Linked DNA regions of Mus musculus: regions 2, 3 and 4 are each linked to region 1. A link is a contact called in public ChIA-PET and HiChIP or PLAC-seq data. All regions are on one chromosome and are shown on one strand. The core of a region is the stretch at or near the end of the contact, and the rest is flanking DNA. Distances in the headings are between cores, read along the strand shown. Region 1 holds the start of Arhgap19 (Rho GTPase activating protein 19). Region 2 overlaps Lcor (ligand dependent nuclear receptor corepressor). Region 3 overlaps Lcor (ligand dependent nuclear receptor corepressor). Region 4 overlaps Slit1 (slit guidance ligand 1).

Evidence for each region. ChIA-PET counts read pairs in DNA pulled down with a chosen protein or histone mark. HiChIP or PLAC-seq counts read pairs in DNA pulled down with a chosen protein or histone mark.
Region 2: a contact with region 1 is called in an HNF4G HiChIP or PLAC-seq map of pancreatic cancer cells. The contact joins the enhancer-like site here to the promoter of Arhgap19 in region 1. A contact is called at or near these places in 4 of 39 promoter capture datasets (the HPC-7 cell line, cranial neural crest, epiblast stem cells and 1 more), 2 of 115 datasets of contacts at active chromatin or transcription factors (bone marrow-derived macrophages and pancreatic cancer cells) and 1 of 9 other capture datasets (liver).
Region 3: an RNA polymerase II ChIA-PET map of memory CD8 T cells shows a contact between it and region 1, with 20 read pairs. The contact joins the enhancer-like site here to the promoter of Arhgap19 in region 1. A contact is called at or near these places in 7 of 39 promoter capture datasets (the C10 cell line, the HPC-7 cell line, cranial neural crest and 4 more), 3 of 115 datasets of contacts at active chromatin or transcription factors (effector CD8 T cells, embryonic stem cells and memory CD8 T cells) and 2 of 9 other capture datasets (liver and pancreatic islet).
Region 4: a contact with region 1 is called in an HNF4G HiChIP or PLAC-seq map of pancreatic cancer cells. The contact joins the enhancer-like site here to the promoter of Arhgap19 in region 1. A contact is called at or near these places in 2 of 39 promoter capture datasets (the 3T3-L1 cell line and cranial neural crest), 1 of 484 Hi-C or Micro-C datasets (bone marrow-derived macrophages), 6 of 115 datasets of contacts at active chromatin or transcription factors (acute myeloid leukemia, bone marrow-derived macrophages, embryonic basal ganglia and 3 more) and 4 of 9 other capture datasets (embryonic stem cells, liver, macrophages and 1 more).

What each region holds. Positions count from the first base shown.
Region 1 is chr19:41,800,451-41,803,748 of GRCm38.p6, forward strand. It overlaps Arhgap19 (Rho GTPase activating protein 19), which reads right to left and starts at 1,634. Exons shown (of 12, transcript NM_027667.3): 1 at 1,522-1,634. The coding sequence starts at 1,577.
Region 2 is chr19:41,577,897-41,581,194 of GRCm38.p6, forward strand. The region is part of intron 7 of Lcor (ligand dependent nuclear receptor corepressor); the gene reads left to right. Among named protein-coding and RNA genes, the nearest start is that of Mir8091, 9.1 kb to the right of the region's middle. Within about 2 kb of position 1,580, at least 18 of the 459 cell types and tissues checked have an H3K27ac peak or open chromatin away from gene starts, as enhancers often do. A contact at or near this core is called in liver and pancreatic cancer cells, where this site is marked.
Region 3 is chr19:41,595,630-41,598,927 of GRCm38.p6, forward strand. Lcor (ligand dependent nuclear receptor corepressor) reads left to right here. Exons shown (of 8, transcript NM_001370767.1): 8 at 1-532. It also overlaps a transcript of Slit1 not described here. Among named protein-coding and RNA genes, the nearest start is that of Gm52407, 6.7 kb to the right of the region's middle. Within about 2 kb of position 1,737, at least 100 of the 459 cell types and tissues checked have an H3K27ac peak or open chromatin away from gene starts, as enhancers often do. A contact at or near this core is called in memory CD8 T cells, where this site is marked.
Region 4 is chr19:41,619,269-41,622,566 of GRCm38.p6, forward strand. All of the region lies in intron 25 of Slit1 (slit guidance ligand 1), which reads right to left. Among named protein-coding and RNA genes, the nearest start is that of Gm52407, 17 kb to the left of the region's middle. Within about 2 kb of position 1,698, at least 13 of the 459 cell types and tissues checked have an H3K27ac peak or open chromatin away from gene starts, as enhancers often do. A contact at or near this core is called in pancreatic cancer cells, where this site is marked.

The sequences.
Region 1 (3,298 bases), core at 384-2,883:
CCGTGAGCTGCTTTCTGCTCTCCTGTGCATGCACTGTGGTACCTAAGTGTGTGTGCACAGGCATACACAAGCACGATAAATGACAGATTTAAAAAGTGTTAGTCCCATTGATTAAATGGGGCTGGGGATGCAGCTCAGTCAGTAGGGGGCTTGCCTAGCAGCACATAAGACAGGGCTTGGTGGCATATGCCTGTAATTCCAGCACTTGGGAGGCAGAGGAAGGAGGTTCGGAAGCTCAAGATTGGGGTTCCCTGGATTACATGAGAGACTCTGTTTCAAAAATAAATAAATAAATAAATAAGCCTCACAAGAACCCCCAGACTAATCCCCTGCAATATGCAATTGACAAGTACACGGGTAGCTGAAACGAGACTGGGAGTTCCAGTCCAGCCGAGGTACTTAGCAAGAACCTGTCTCAGTAACGACAATAGAGGGTTTCAGATTCAGAGAAAACTGTGTTGGTCAGATAGTTAACAGTTTCAAATTTTACATTCAGTTGACAGCAGCCTCAAGGAAGAATTCTAAGTCCTCTTGCTGTAGAACAGTATTTCATTTGTCCTCATTTTCATTACAATTCAGGATTTTCGAGTCGGAGGAGAGATAATCTAATGACATTTATCAACCCACGGGCACAGTTCCCGGGAGAAATAAAAGGTCAAAGAGTGGAAAACTCCTCCATACAAAACAGTAACAATACCCACACAAGCCCATCAGGGCTCAGGAAAAATCAGGCTCACAAACTCGGTTTCCCAAAATTCTTGGTTCTTCTGTTCTGTACTAACTCCGTACCAAAGCATAGCATTGATCATACTCTCTGACAATGTAAGTAATCTCATTCTATTGGAGTGTGTCAGACTCCAAATATTTGTTTGTAATCGGTTAAGAAAGGCTCGACTTTATGACAGGGACAGTACTCGTTCCAGAAAGAAGAAATGAGATCACAATTTCAAGGAAACATAAAAATCTATCGTATTTTGAAGTGTTTGCCAGGATGGGTGCTATGCGCTTTAAATAGGTTGTGTCATCCCGTCCAGGTTCTGAAATAAGTATCGTTATGTTTATTTACAGAAGAAGGCTGAAGCCGAGAAAGGTCAGCCAGCTTAGGGGACAAAAATCCCTTTTAACCATCACTCAAGTCGCGGCTCTGAGTAAAGCGCAGAGGCTGTCACGAAGGACATTTAAAGCTCCCGGGGCGTTGTGGGATTCTCTAAACCGCTCTGGGCTTCAGTTGCCACTCAAAACGCTCGGCGCCAGGGCAGACACCATGACCGTGGCCCGGGGGTCTGCAGCCAGAGCGTCGGGAGGGCTCCACACACGGCCGTGGGACTCGCGGAGAGCAGCGCAGCGGGAAGCACGGACCGCAAAGACCCGCCTCAGCCCCCGCAGGCGCGTCGGCGTAGACACCACGGGAGAGAGGAACAAAGCCCGGGCCTGTGGACCACGGTGACTCAAGGGCAGGGCGGCGACATCGCTAGCCCACAGTCCCGTCTCCTAGGCAGCAGGACGGAAAACTTGGCTCACCTCCGGCCAGAGTCGCAGACCGGCGCCTCCCCTCCACTCGGCGCCTCAGCCGCCATCTTCCGCGGCAGCTTGGTCTGCAGCCCCGCCTCAGGCACCGCCCCTTAGCCCTTAGATTGGCTAGGATGGTTTTCTAAGTCCTGTACGATTGGACGAACCTATGGCCCCGCCTAAATAAGAACCGTTCCATGCTACTATTGGTCTATTCAAATATCTAACTGTCATTGGTAGCACAGAACCAACGAAAGGGCAGGAGAAACACCTGCCCGAGGCCTACCGGGAGATGTAGTTTCTCGTTTTGATTAACCCATGTAGTTCCGCGGATCAAGTCACAAATTCCTGGCTGCGCTCCCCTCCCCGCTAGGTAAATCTCTGAGTTACAAAACTGTCGGTTTTTAAAGTCACTTGAAGAGAAAAGGTTCTTGAGGCCCTGCCCATCCCCCAGTTCGGTAGGCAGTTAACGGTTGCTAGGGAAAAGGGCTCATCACCCCTCACTCACTTAAACCCCCATTCACCCCACCCCCAAGATCCATAGGCTTAGTAAAAGGGAAGAAAAGGCATTTTCTTCAATGGTATATAATCAGTGGTAAATTGCATACGTTCCTGTAAGCTACCCTAAGTAAACTCTTGTGTGTGTATATATGTATGTGTGTATGTATGTATGTATTTATGTATGAATGTATGTATGTGTGTGTGTATGTATGCAGGGGCTGATCTTCAGGGTACATATTTGGGGGAGGGGGAAAGTCAGTATAAAGACACCAAAAGCACTGGCTAGAATAGAGAGGCAAATTTTGGGTCATCCAAACAAGCCTCCTTGGGTGACTTCAGGCCAACAAGAAAATGTGACTAAGCCAGGCAGTGGTGGCGTATACCTTTAATCCCAGCACTTGGGAGGCAGAGGCAGGTGGAAAAAAAAAAAAAAAAAAAAAAAACATGGTATTGATATATGAAATTCACAATTAACAATAAGGGGCAGCTAGAGATGGTTCCGTGGTTCTAAGAACACTTGCTGCTTTTCCTGAAGACTAGAGTTTGATTCCCTGCATTGAAAGGTTCACAAGGGCCAGACAGTGAGTCCAGTTCCAAAGGACTGATTGCCTTCCTATAGCCTCCAGAGCTGGCCTCCGGGGCACATGCGCACAGATGCACAGAGACACATAAAATCTTTTCTAAAAGCAAAAAATATAGATGGTAGAGAGTAAAAAGTGAAGGGAAAGAACATTGTGACCCTGACTTGACCCCCAGACCAGGCAACCTTGACCCTATCTTGACCCCAAGCTCAAAATCAGGGCCAAGAAACAGAATCCCACCAATCCCTGAGCACAAAATTCCCACCAACCCCTAGAATTGCCCCAAAATCAGGCCACAAAAATCCCACCACTCCCTCCCTGGACACCCTGGAAAGCTCTGTCTTCATCGCCTGTCCCGCCCCACCAAGAAACCCTATACAAAACCCGCTGAGCTTCTGCCGCTTTTCACCCCAGCAGAGGCCGCCACCCTCCGCGGGTTTCCCCTTGCAGTAAGTTTCCTGTGTGAGGTTGGTTGTATGCTGGGTGGGACTTTGTGGTATTCCTTGGCTCAGGACTGCCAGAGTATCTCTGAGCAGAGCTATAACACTTTCACTGGGGACATCTCCCCCTGCTGGAGCAGAGATGGTGTTACACTTGCATTGGGGGAAACAACCCTCCCCCACCCTAACCCCTCCACCCCTAACCCCCACCCCATTTCCATCCCCAAAGGTAATGGGGAAGCCTTTCCCTTCAGAACTATAACACAT
Region 2 (3,298 bases), core at 330-2,829, 220 kb before region 1:
CCATTTCTCACTAAGGAGATAAACCCAGGACCAATTCCAAGAGCTGCAAAGTCAGGCTCTCCTCTTCTTTTATAGCCTCTGTCCAGTTTACCAATCCCTATGATCTTATGTGCTTTGGTGGTGGTGTTCTGCTTGCTAAATAATTCATCTCCCTATTACAGATAGGCCTCCTATTGAGCAGGCATAAGGTTATTTCGACGTACCATGAAGTCAGACCGAGGACTGCAAAGTCTGCGATATATTTCTTGTAAAGATCCTATTTAGTCAGGTGTCAATAATCTATATGACACAGACTAATTACGGATCTAAAATGTCATGCTTTTTCAGAGTCAGAGTGAGGAAATTCTCTACAAGACAGAATCTCTGCTCTGTTCAATTAGCAGTTGCCTAGGGGTAACCAAAGTTAGTGCAAGCGCTGTATTTGGGCTCCGTTAAAGATGCAGGGAAACTTGAGTACTGCTAAGCAAAGGTAGATCTTTAGCCAATTTAAATCAGACTGACACCATTTTTTAAAGCCAAACATGAAAAATGCAACAATATAATTAAGTACCAGGAAGTTGAGGTTAACTCTAAACATTAAATAGCTGAATGGTAAGAAATTAAAATCATCTAAATTAGATTTCTCTTTAAAACCTTTGGGGGGGTGGTAAGTAGTAATTTGGAGTCACAGCCAAAAGTAGCTTTATGGCTGTAGTTGTAAAGTTAGCTATTTAATGATAGCTGGGCAAAGGTTAGTGTTAATGTGCAGTCTCTCAGCCCCAAGGTCACTACTTACTGCCAGGTTTCTGCCTATGGATCCAAATTGCCTACAAAACAGGTCACATTCGGAGCTTTGAAACATCTACTAAGAACACATCATTTGCCATCTCCAGCAGCTACTGTCTTCCATCTTCTGTGTCCTGATGGGGGTAAATACTGATTCTCAGAGAAATAAAGGCCAAGTGGAGAGAGAGACGCGTGTTAAGTGATGGTATGATTCTGTAAAGAATTACACACCAAAATATTTTCAGAAATTCAGGGGCTGACAGGATGGTCAGTGTATCTAAGTGTTTGCCACCAAGCCTGACGGCCTGAGCTTAATCCCGGAGACCCACATGCTCACAAAATCTGACCTCTGACTTCTCCCTGTATGCTGTGGCACATGTGCACATGAGATATATATACATGATATAAACGTAATTAAAAGTCTAAGCCGGGCAGTGGTGGTGCACGCCTTTAATCCCAGCACTTGGGAGGCAGAGGCAGGTGGATTTCTGAGTTCGAGGCCAGCCTGGTCTACAGAGTGAGTTCCAGGATAGCCAGGACTATACAGAGAAACCCTGTCTCAAAAAACAAAACAAACAAACAACCCCCCCCAAAAAAGTTAAGCTGCCTGTGAGGGCACACACCTGTAATCTTAACACTGGGACAACGGAAGCTGGAGAAGGAGTAGAGCTCAAGGTTAGTCTCAGCTAGACAGAAAGTTTCAGGTCGCACTGAGAAGCAAGCAAGAACCTTGACTGCTTTTGCCAAGCACATCAGAGGCAGAGGCAGAGGCAGCCTTGCCAGTTGAGGCATTGACTGAGCCAGCTGGAGCAGTGCCACAAAGCTCACCCTGGTGGTGTGGGTGAGGGAGAGCTGGTGAGCTGACCAACACGGCTGCCACCCAGGCCCAGATTCAGGGCTTTGAGTTGGCCCACCCTAGGAACTACTGGAGCATGTGAAGGGGTCAGCCTTGCAGATCCAAAGCTGCAGGATCTCCATGACACAGTCAACAGGGTACCCGAGAGGAGCCATAGTGAGGATAGAGTATCCATAGAATAGCAGAAGACAGAGGTCTTGAACCAGACCAATGACTCACTGCAGTGAGCATTTGCAAGTAAAGATGTGTGGACAGAAGGGTTTACCGTAGGATATACTATGACTCACTGCAGCTTCTGCAATGAGGTGGTTGTTGTTGTTTTTTTCTTGGGAAAGGGGAGGTTGCAAGGATAGATGGTAGATACAAAGAGACAGGGAGATGAGTGGGACTGGGGTTGCATGGTGTGAAATTCACAAAGAATAAAAAGTTTCTTTTTAAAAAGGCAGACAGAAGCCAAAACTATTTGAACCCTGCTTTTGTGCAGACTCTCAGCATACTGCCATTCAGTCCCAGTGTGCAGGTGCAGCTAAGGTTCTGAGGGACTGTACTGTCAGAGTAGGGGTCCAGTCAGATGTCTCCTTTGCAGCTCCCATGTCCTTTACTGTAACTCTGCCACCAGTGGGAGGTGGAAAGGCAGGTGACACAGGCTGTCTGTGGTAAACCTTTCTATAAAGACATGTCCTGGCCATGAGGTCAGAGTCAAAGATGGAAGAGTAAGCCAGAAGACGTATCAATACATGTTCAACACACATGAAGCTACCGTCTGTGTTCTGTCGTGTTTCACATGCCATCAAATAATAGTCTCCTAAAGGTCCATAAGCCAGAGGGGCTGAGAAGAGTGTGTGTGTGAGATGTTGTCTCAGAATCTGGGCTCTTTTCCATGTCGGTAAAAGTTGTGCATCCAAAAGCCCAAAGCCACCGTGAGACCCCTGGCCATCCCCGCAGGCCATGTTTGTGCCCTGTCTTGAACCTAGTGTTGGCCTCTCCCTCCCTCTTAGCTTCCCAGTGTGGATTTAGCTTTCATGCAGAGCAGCTGGTGAGACTGAAATGTTTCCTGGTGATATTCTCGGATATTCTCGGGGAGCTCGGTGGTGGGCTACTGTGGGGATGCTTCTGCCTTGCATGGGTCAAAGCTGATAGCCCCTCCACTGTGAAATTTCTTTCTCTTTGTGTCCTGTTCTGGAGCACTGTTGGTGGCTCTCCAGCCAATTGTTCTTTCTGAGAAATTGTCTTAAAAGCCATTGAGTTCTCAAAGTACTTTTAAGCTGATGTCTGTAATGTCTGGAGCGTAGTATGTCTGAATGTTTGCCGTGTTCTAAACTAAAGCTAGTGGTTATTTTAGCACCACTGCCTAGGCCTAAACTGAAGGGCAGGTTGAGCAGCCCTTATCCAAAATACTCGGGAGAAGACATGGTTTGAATTTTGGCTTTCTTCAGATTTTGGGATGTCTGCATATATTTAATGATTTAACGATGCAGGAGTGAGGCCCAGGTCTAATGTCAGAGTTCACTTACAGTCCAGGCCCACTGCGTCCATACGGCCTAAGAGGAGTCTTACACGGAGTCTTCAGTAGTCTTGCACTTAACACTGGCATGGTGTGTAATTTCCCACTTGTGCCACCATGAAAGGGTTAACATTTTGGAGCGTTACAGATTTTTGGATAAGGATTGCTCTGTG
Region 3 (3,298 bases), core at 487-2,986, 200 kb before region 1:
GGCCACTGGCCGGACAGCACGTGCCTCTGGGCCTGGATTCCACTGTTAGTGAGTGTAGGAAAATACTGTGTCTTTAATGGATGAAATTCAATGTATGCTGTGAATTTGTTGGTTTGAAACATTGAAAAATTTTCATTAGACAATGTTTACATACCTCACCTGAAGAACCTTTGAGAGTGTATATATGAAATTTAAAAATATATTAAGTTGCTTTAAAACAGTATGTATAGCTATAAAAGTTGGAGTTATTTTAACTTTGAGTATGTACCAAGTCTCTTAAATATTGGAATCTCGTAGACTTTCTGGCTTCTGTGTTTTGCTTTCCTATGGACCACATAGATAACTGTGTTTTTGTTCTTGATAAAGGGGGCCCACACCGACGTCCAGGCTTGGAAGGATTTTCTGGTTTGGTTTTGAGGGGAGGGGTGTGGAACTAGAGGGTGTGTGGGAGGGATTTCTCTAACCTTGACATCTGTGAGCTTTTTCAAGGCGCTTATTTTATTGCAGCATATTAAAGTTCTTTGATATTAAAGTGTGTTTGTGTAGTCACTGCAGATGGGGAGGGGACAGTACAGCACAGTCCCCTGCCTCACTAGTGTGTGGCTGAAAGCAGACTGTCAGCCATGGGGCTGGGCACTACCCTAAACGATTAATGACCCTCTGAGCTATACCTTACTCAGGGGACGGATATAAATATAATGGAAGCATCGTGGGAGTCACTGGACGGGGCAGGAAAGGTGGATGTGCAACCTGAAGGGAGGGGACAAGCCAGCCAGCCAAGTGCTGTCCACTTCTGTGACCCCAGCAGGAATGTGACAGAAAACAAACCTCGCACTTGCCAGAACGACTTCTGCGATCTGACTTGTTGGATCTGCTGGAAGTGAGTCTGTTCAAAGTCATGGTTGACCCAGGAGACCCATGGGGAACCAATCCTGGATATTCACGGAATTGATAGTGACTGTCCAGCAACCCCGGGGTTTGCTTTAACGATGAAGTTGTAAATTTCCAATCTACAGATGTGTTTATTTAACCCAGGATTTTTTTTTTCTAGACAGGATTTCTCTGTATAGCTCTGGCTGTCCTGGAACTCACTTTGTAGACCAGGCTGGCCTTGAACTCAGAAATCCTCCTGCCTCTGCCTCCCGAGTGCTGGGACTAAAGGTGTGCGCCACCACACCCAACTTAACCCAGGATTTAAAAAAATAGTTTAAAACTATAAGTTTTTCACTCAAAAAATTGGGGTCTCTAGTTTTGTTGTGGGGGGGTGTTTTATTTTTGGTTTGTTTTTGGTTTCTGGTGTTTTGTTTGAAGCTAAGAAATTTAGGTCATGGTGAAAACCAGCTGGTACAAATAGACTGGAAAATGTTCTTCATGTGCCGTAGTCTCCAGCGGTGACTGTTTCCACTTGCCCCTGTTGGTACCTACTGCTTTAATCTGATGTGGCAATAGAAATGATGGGCCAAGTTGCGCTGACCACTGGCTTACCTCTCCCCCATACACTTGAGCCTGTGACCTACAGGGTTTCACTTGCTCTCCTCTACCATGCTCTCCAGCATGCCCTTCCTCTCCAAATTCTCAGCTATTGTGAAGGCACCAGAGTTACCATTCCCGTGCCCTTTCAAGGTGGTCATGTGCTCTTAGAATGGAGCCTTTTGACATCACTACATCCCTATGTGAGATCAGTTCATGGCTCTGGCCTCAATGGAGGAGGGCTTGGCACATCCTTCCTTTGGTGACCTATGGGGGGCGGGTCCCTGTCTTAGAAACTTAGATCCTGTTACTCATGTCATTTCCTATGTGCAGTGTTCTGGTCTGGTGTATGGGCTCCCTTTACTGGCCTGGACACACGCCCCTTCTAGGATTGATTATCTGAGAATACATGCTGCTTTCTACGGCCGCTTGGATGCTCCAAGACCCTTGGAGTCTGGTTAAATGTGTGAGTGGCTCTGTAGGCAAATGCTGAAAATATTAGTGTGACTTAAACACTTGGCAGGAAATGAGAGTAAGCCTCCCCAGTTTGTCACACACCCCTCTCCTTCCTGATGAACAAGCCTTGCCACATCAAGGTTGGCAAACATCCCAGCAGGCTGTGATGACTGTGGTCAGTGTGGTAACCCAGGGCCTTCCCACCCTGGGAAGGTCAATGCTGGTAGCAGCAGGCTCGTTTTGATGAAGAAAGAGACCAGGCAGAAAGTCCATGAATCAATGTCATGTTCACATGGAAGACAGCAGACAATACTGACATATCCTAAAACAATACTTCTGGGGAAAGGACAGGTGCAGCTCCCTCAGGGACTGTTTGAAGCCAGTTTCTAAGAGTTGACTCAAACGACTACAGAAACCCCAAACAAAAGGTCACAACCACAGAGCATCTGAAAATCAAAACAAGACACTGGAGGTTGACTTTAACATATAAAAATACTATAACAAAATGAAATACAAATATATATTAGAATCTGTAAGTATTCTGTATAAAGAGATACTTTCACGGTTAGGCTAACAGCAGGCAAAGAGAAAACAAAGATGTCCTTTCCCATTCCTTAGCATCGCCACAGGGCCCTGAGCAGTGCTGCTCACGTAACCAGCTCCTTGAGGGCTTGCCCTGCTGGGTCTCTGCTGTGCACGTCTAATGGAAATAGCCAGTGATGACCACAAAGCAAACTGAAGATCTTTACCAAAGGGGAACAGAACATGGAGATGGTTTCTCAAAGGACTGGTCTCAGAGTCACCCTCTTACCTGACCTTACAAGTCTGAGTGTGAGCAGGTGATGGGAGCCGTAGACCGGGCCCTTGGCTGGCAAGGTACTGAATAAGTCAAAGGTAAAGTTGAGCCTGGGGCTCATGGCTCTCTGAGAACCATCGAGTCAGCCTCTCAAGCTGCCATCTCAAGGCCTTGGGGGAAAGGTGACATCACCTGCCAGTCCATGCCTCTCATGCCCAGGGACCGGCTTCTCCCGGCCAATAGGGAGCGATGGTGTCTGGGGAAGGAAACTTGCACAGAGCTAAGGAGGCCAGAACACCTTTATTTCTAGAAAGAGACGTCATGCTACGTGTCTGAGCTATTCTGCCCTCTGCAGCCTGGTTCAGCTGTTTGCCAGGGTACCACAGTGACCTGGAAGCTTGGAGTAAGAGTAAGATGCTGTGCAGAGTTGTTTAAAGCCTTAGAGGTTTGGGCCTCTGTCCTCTTAGAGAGCTATGGGTCTGTGCACTGTGGCCCTAACTCAGGGCCATAAGAAAATGGGAGTCCTAGCCCTTGGCAAAATGTATACCCAGTCATGACAATTAACCAGTTGATCAG
Region 4 (3,298 bases), core at 448-2,947, 180 kb before region 1:
CGAGCAAGACACCATCCCCTTCCCACATCAGTACCAGCCCTGACACAGAGGACGGTCGGAGGCAAACTTCAATGTGTAAAAACAGACTTCTTAAGACTACAGGAGGTATATATTACAGTGTATATATTACAGATCTAATGGTCTATTTGAAATACTTACATTTGCCGTATTATTTTTCAAATTACTAAAAAGTACAGTAGATCATAACCATGACATTAAAAAGCTGAACATAGAACTTTAGTGAACTCTAGTGGGTAGAAGTCAACCACGAACAGGGTCTTGATAGAAAAAGTGCTCGAAGCACCTGAGGTCATCTGGAACTTGGGGCCCTTGACGTGACTCAGAGCTTCAAAGACATGCCACAAACATCAACAGAGCCGCACCTGGGATCTCAATGTCCCTTCCCAGTTCATTCCCCAAAACCACAGGGCCGAAGTCTCCTACAAGCCACTCAAGCGTCCTGGCTTATCCCACATGCAGTTATTTGTTTCTGTCCTGAGCAGAGGTCAGCCCCTCACTCACCATTTTAAGCTTCCACTTGCCCAAGGCTGGGTCTTCCCAGTTGAGAACCACCTGTCCCCCCTCTGGTAGTTTCTACCGCTCTCTTTCTCCTGGGAACCATCTTGTCCAACAGAAGCCAATGTGAACCACAACTTATATGTTTTTCTCTTCCTCTCTCTCTCTCTCTCTCTCTCTCTCTCTCTCTCTCTCTCTCTCTGTCTGTCTCTCCCTCCCTCTCCCCTCCCTCCCTTCCTTTTTCCTCTTTTCTCCTCTCTCTCTCTCTCTCTGTCTCTCCCTCCCTCTCCACTCCCTCCCTTCCTTTTTCCTCTTTTCTCCTCTCTCTCTCTCTCTCTCTCTCTCTCTCTCTCTGTTTTTGTTTGTTGTTTTATTTGAGATAGGGTTTCTCTGTATAGCTCTGGCTGTCCTGGAACCCACTCTGTAGACCAGGCTGGCCTCGAACACAGAAATCTACCTGCTTCTGCCTCCTGAGTTCTAGGATTAAAGGCACACTGCACCATGCCTGGCATAACTTACTTATACATTTTAATCAAAAGTTTTAAAAAGAAATAAAATCAGAAGGCTAAGGTAGGAAGACCAGAGATGTCAGGTCAGTCTAGCTATGTAGTATGATCCAGTCTCGGAATATTTACTAATTCGTTAACCTTTTTAAAAAGTAAAGACAACTGAGAGTTTATCCGGAAGTGGAGAATGGGTAGGACCCAGGGAGACATAGCTGGGGAGGGCAGCAGCCAGGCTCTCTTCCAGTCCAAAGGACTGTGGGTTGGGAACACACTCTGGCGTCCGGCAAGATTATAAATAGCCCCGTGTTGTTGGTCATTAGTATAACTCGGGCGCACTGAAACATTAGCTGTGTGGTCTGCTTATGCCTGCTCTATTAATGGAGCCTAGCCTGAAACAGCCTCTCCTGTCTGCGGTCAGAATAATTCTCAAGCTGTAAAACCCTCTACCTGCCCAACCCATTCATGCGTTTCTATGTGTGTGGAACTGTCTTCATCCCCTGCACCCAGAGGCTGCAAAAGCGGTGCCCTGAAACAGGAGCCATTAATTCCAGAGCTGGACCAGACACTAGCCACCCAAACCACTCGCTGTGTCAGTCAGCATTAACTGAGTCAGGCCTGCCAAGCACACGGGAAGGGCACAAGCCTTCAGCACAAAGGAATGCCGGAAGAAAACTATCATCCATCCTAAAATAGAATCAACTTCAGTTGAGTATATTCCCTTCCAGCCTGCCTGCTTCTCTCCTCCCTTCCTCCCTTCCTTCCTTCCTTCCTTCCTTCCTTCCTTCCTTCCTTCCTTCCTTCCTTCCTTCCCTCCTTCCTACCCTCCCTCCTTCCTATTTCTTCTTACCTCCTTCCTCCCTCCTTCCCTCCTTCCTTCCTTTCGTCCATTGACAAGCTCCCGTTAAGTAGCCTATAACTTGCCATCTTCTCAGTCCTGGGAGCACAGGCATATACATGGCCCCATCAATTTTTATGTTCATATTTGTATCACATTAATTATTCTGCATGTCATTGAATACAGATTACGGTGCCATACAGTCATTAACTACTCACTGTTTTATCATATGGGCGTGGCAAGATGTAATGAATCATTTCTACTGAATTTTCACGCCCACTTCTCAATGAACATTGAGAAATTAAGCTTTCTAGTCTGTAGCAGAATAAAGGCAGCAAAATGCAGGATTGTAGCAATGAAAGGACAGTGTTGGCAAGCTGTGGCACGAGCCATGACAGACACGTAGCCTTTTGGCGTTGGACTGCAGGTTAGACACCTGAGCTGGCATATGTCTTCTGATGGATACATGGGAGATGCTGTAGTTTGTACCCTGGCCTCGCCTCTTCCTTTCTTCCCAACTATCATGGGGTCAAAAACTTCATCATCCACATGTTCCCAACATGATGTGCAACCTTACCACAGGCCCAAAGCAATATAGCTCCCCAACTATGGTCTGAATTCTCTGAGGCTGTGAGGCAAAAATGAAGTTGATTGTCTCAGGTATGTTGCTATGGTAATAGAGAGCTGACTAACATTAGCGGATGGTAGGCTAATGGACAAATGACCTTAACTGATTTCTTATGAAATAGATCTGGCCTCGGGCTTGATAGCACTTTTTCTCCCAAAGACAGCTATAGGATCAAAGTTAGTTATGACAGCTTTAGGTTTGCTCGTTTAGGACATGTGCTGTCTGACCCTGGAAAGGAAAGTGGGGGACAGCGTTGAACTCATTGGCACAGGAAAAGACTTCCTGAACAGAACGCCATTAGTTCAGGCACCAAGATCAACAATTAACAAGTGGGACCTGAAAAGCTTCTCTAAGGCAAACGATACCATCATCCCGACAAAGCGGCAACCCACAGAACGGGAAAAGAATTTCCCCAGCTACACATCTGATAGAGGGCTAATATGCAGAATATAAGAACTAAAACAAACCAACCCAATTAAAAAATGGAGTGCAGCTCTAAACAGAATGCTCAATAGAGGAATTGCAAATGGCTGAGAAACACTTAAAGAAATGTTAAACATCCTGAGTCAGCAGGGAAATGCAAATCAAAACGACCCTGAGATTCCATCTTACACCTGTCAGAGTGGCTGAGATCAATAAAACAACTGACAGCTCATCTTGGCGAGGATGTGGGGCAAGGGGAGCACGGCTGGTGGGAACGCAAACTTGTACAGCCGCCGTGAAATCAATATGGCAGTTCCTCAAGAAGCTGGGAATCGATCTACCTCAAGATCCAGCTAACCCACTCCTGGGCATATGCTCGAAGGACCCCGC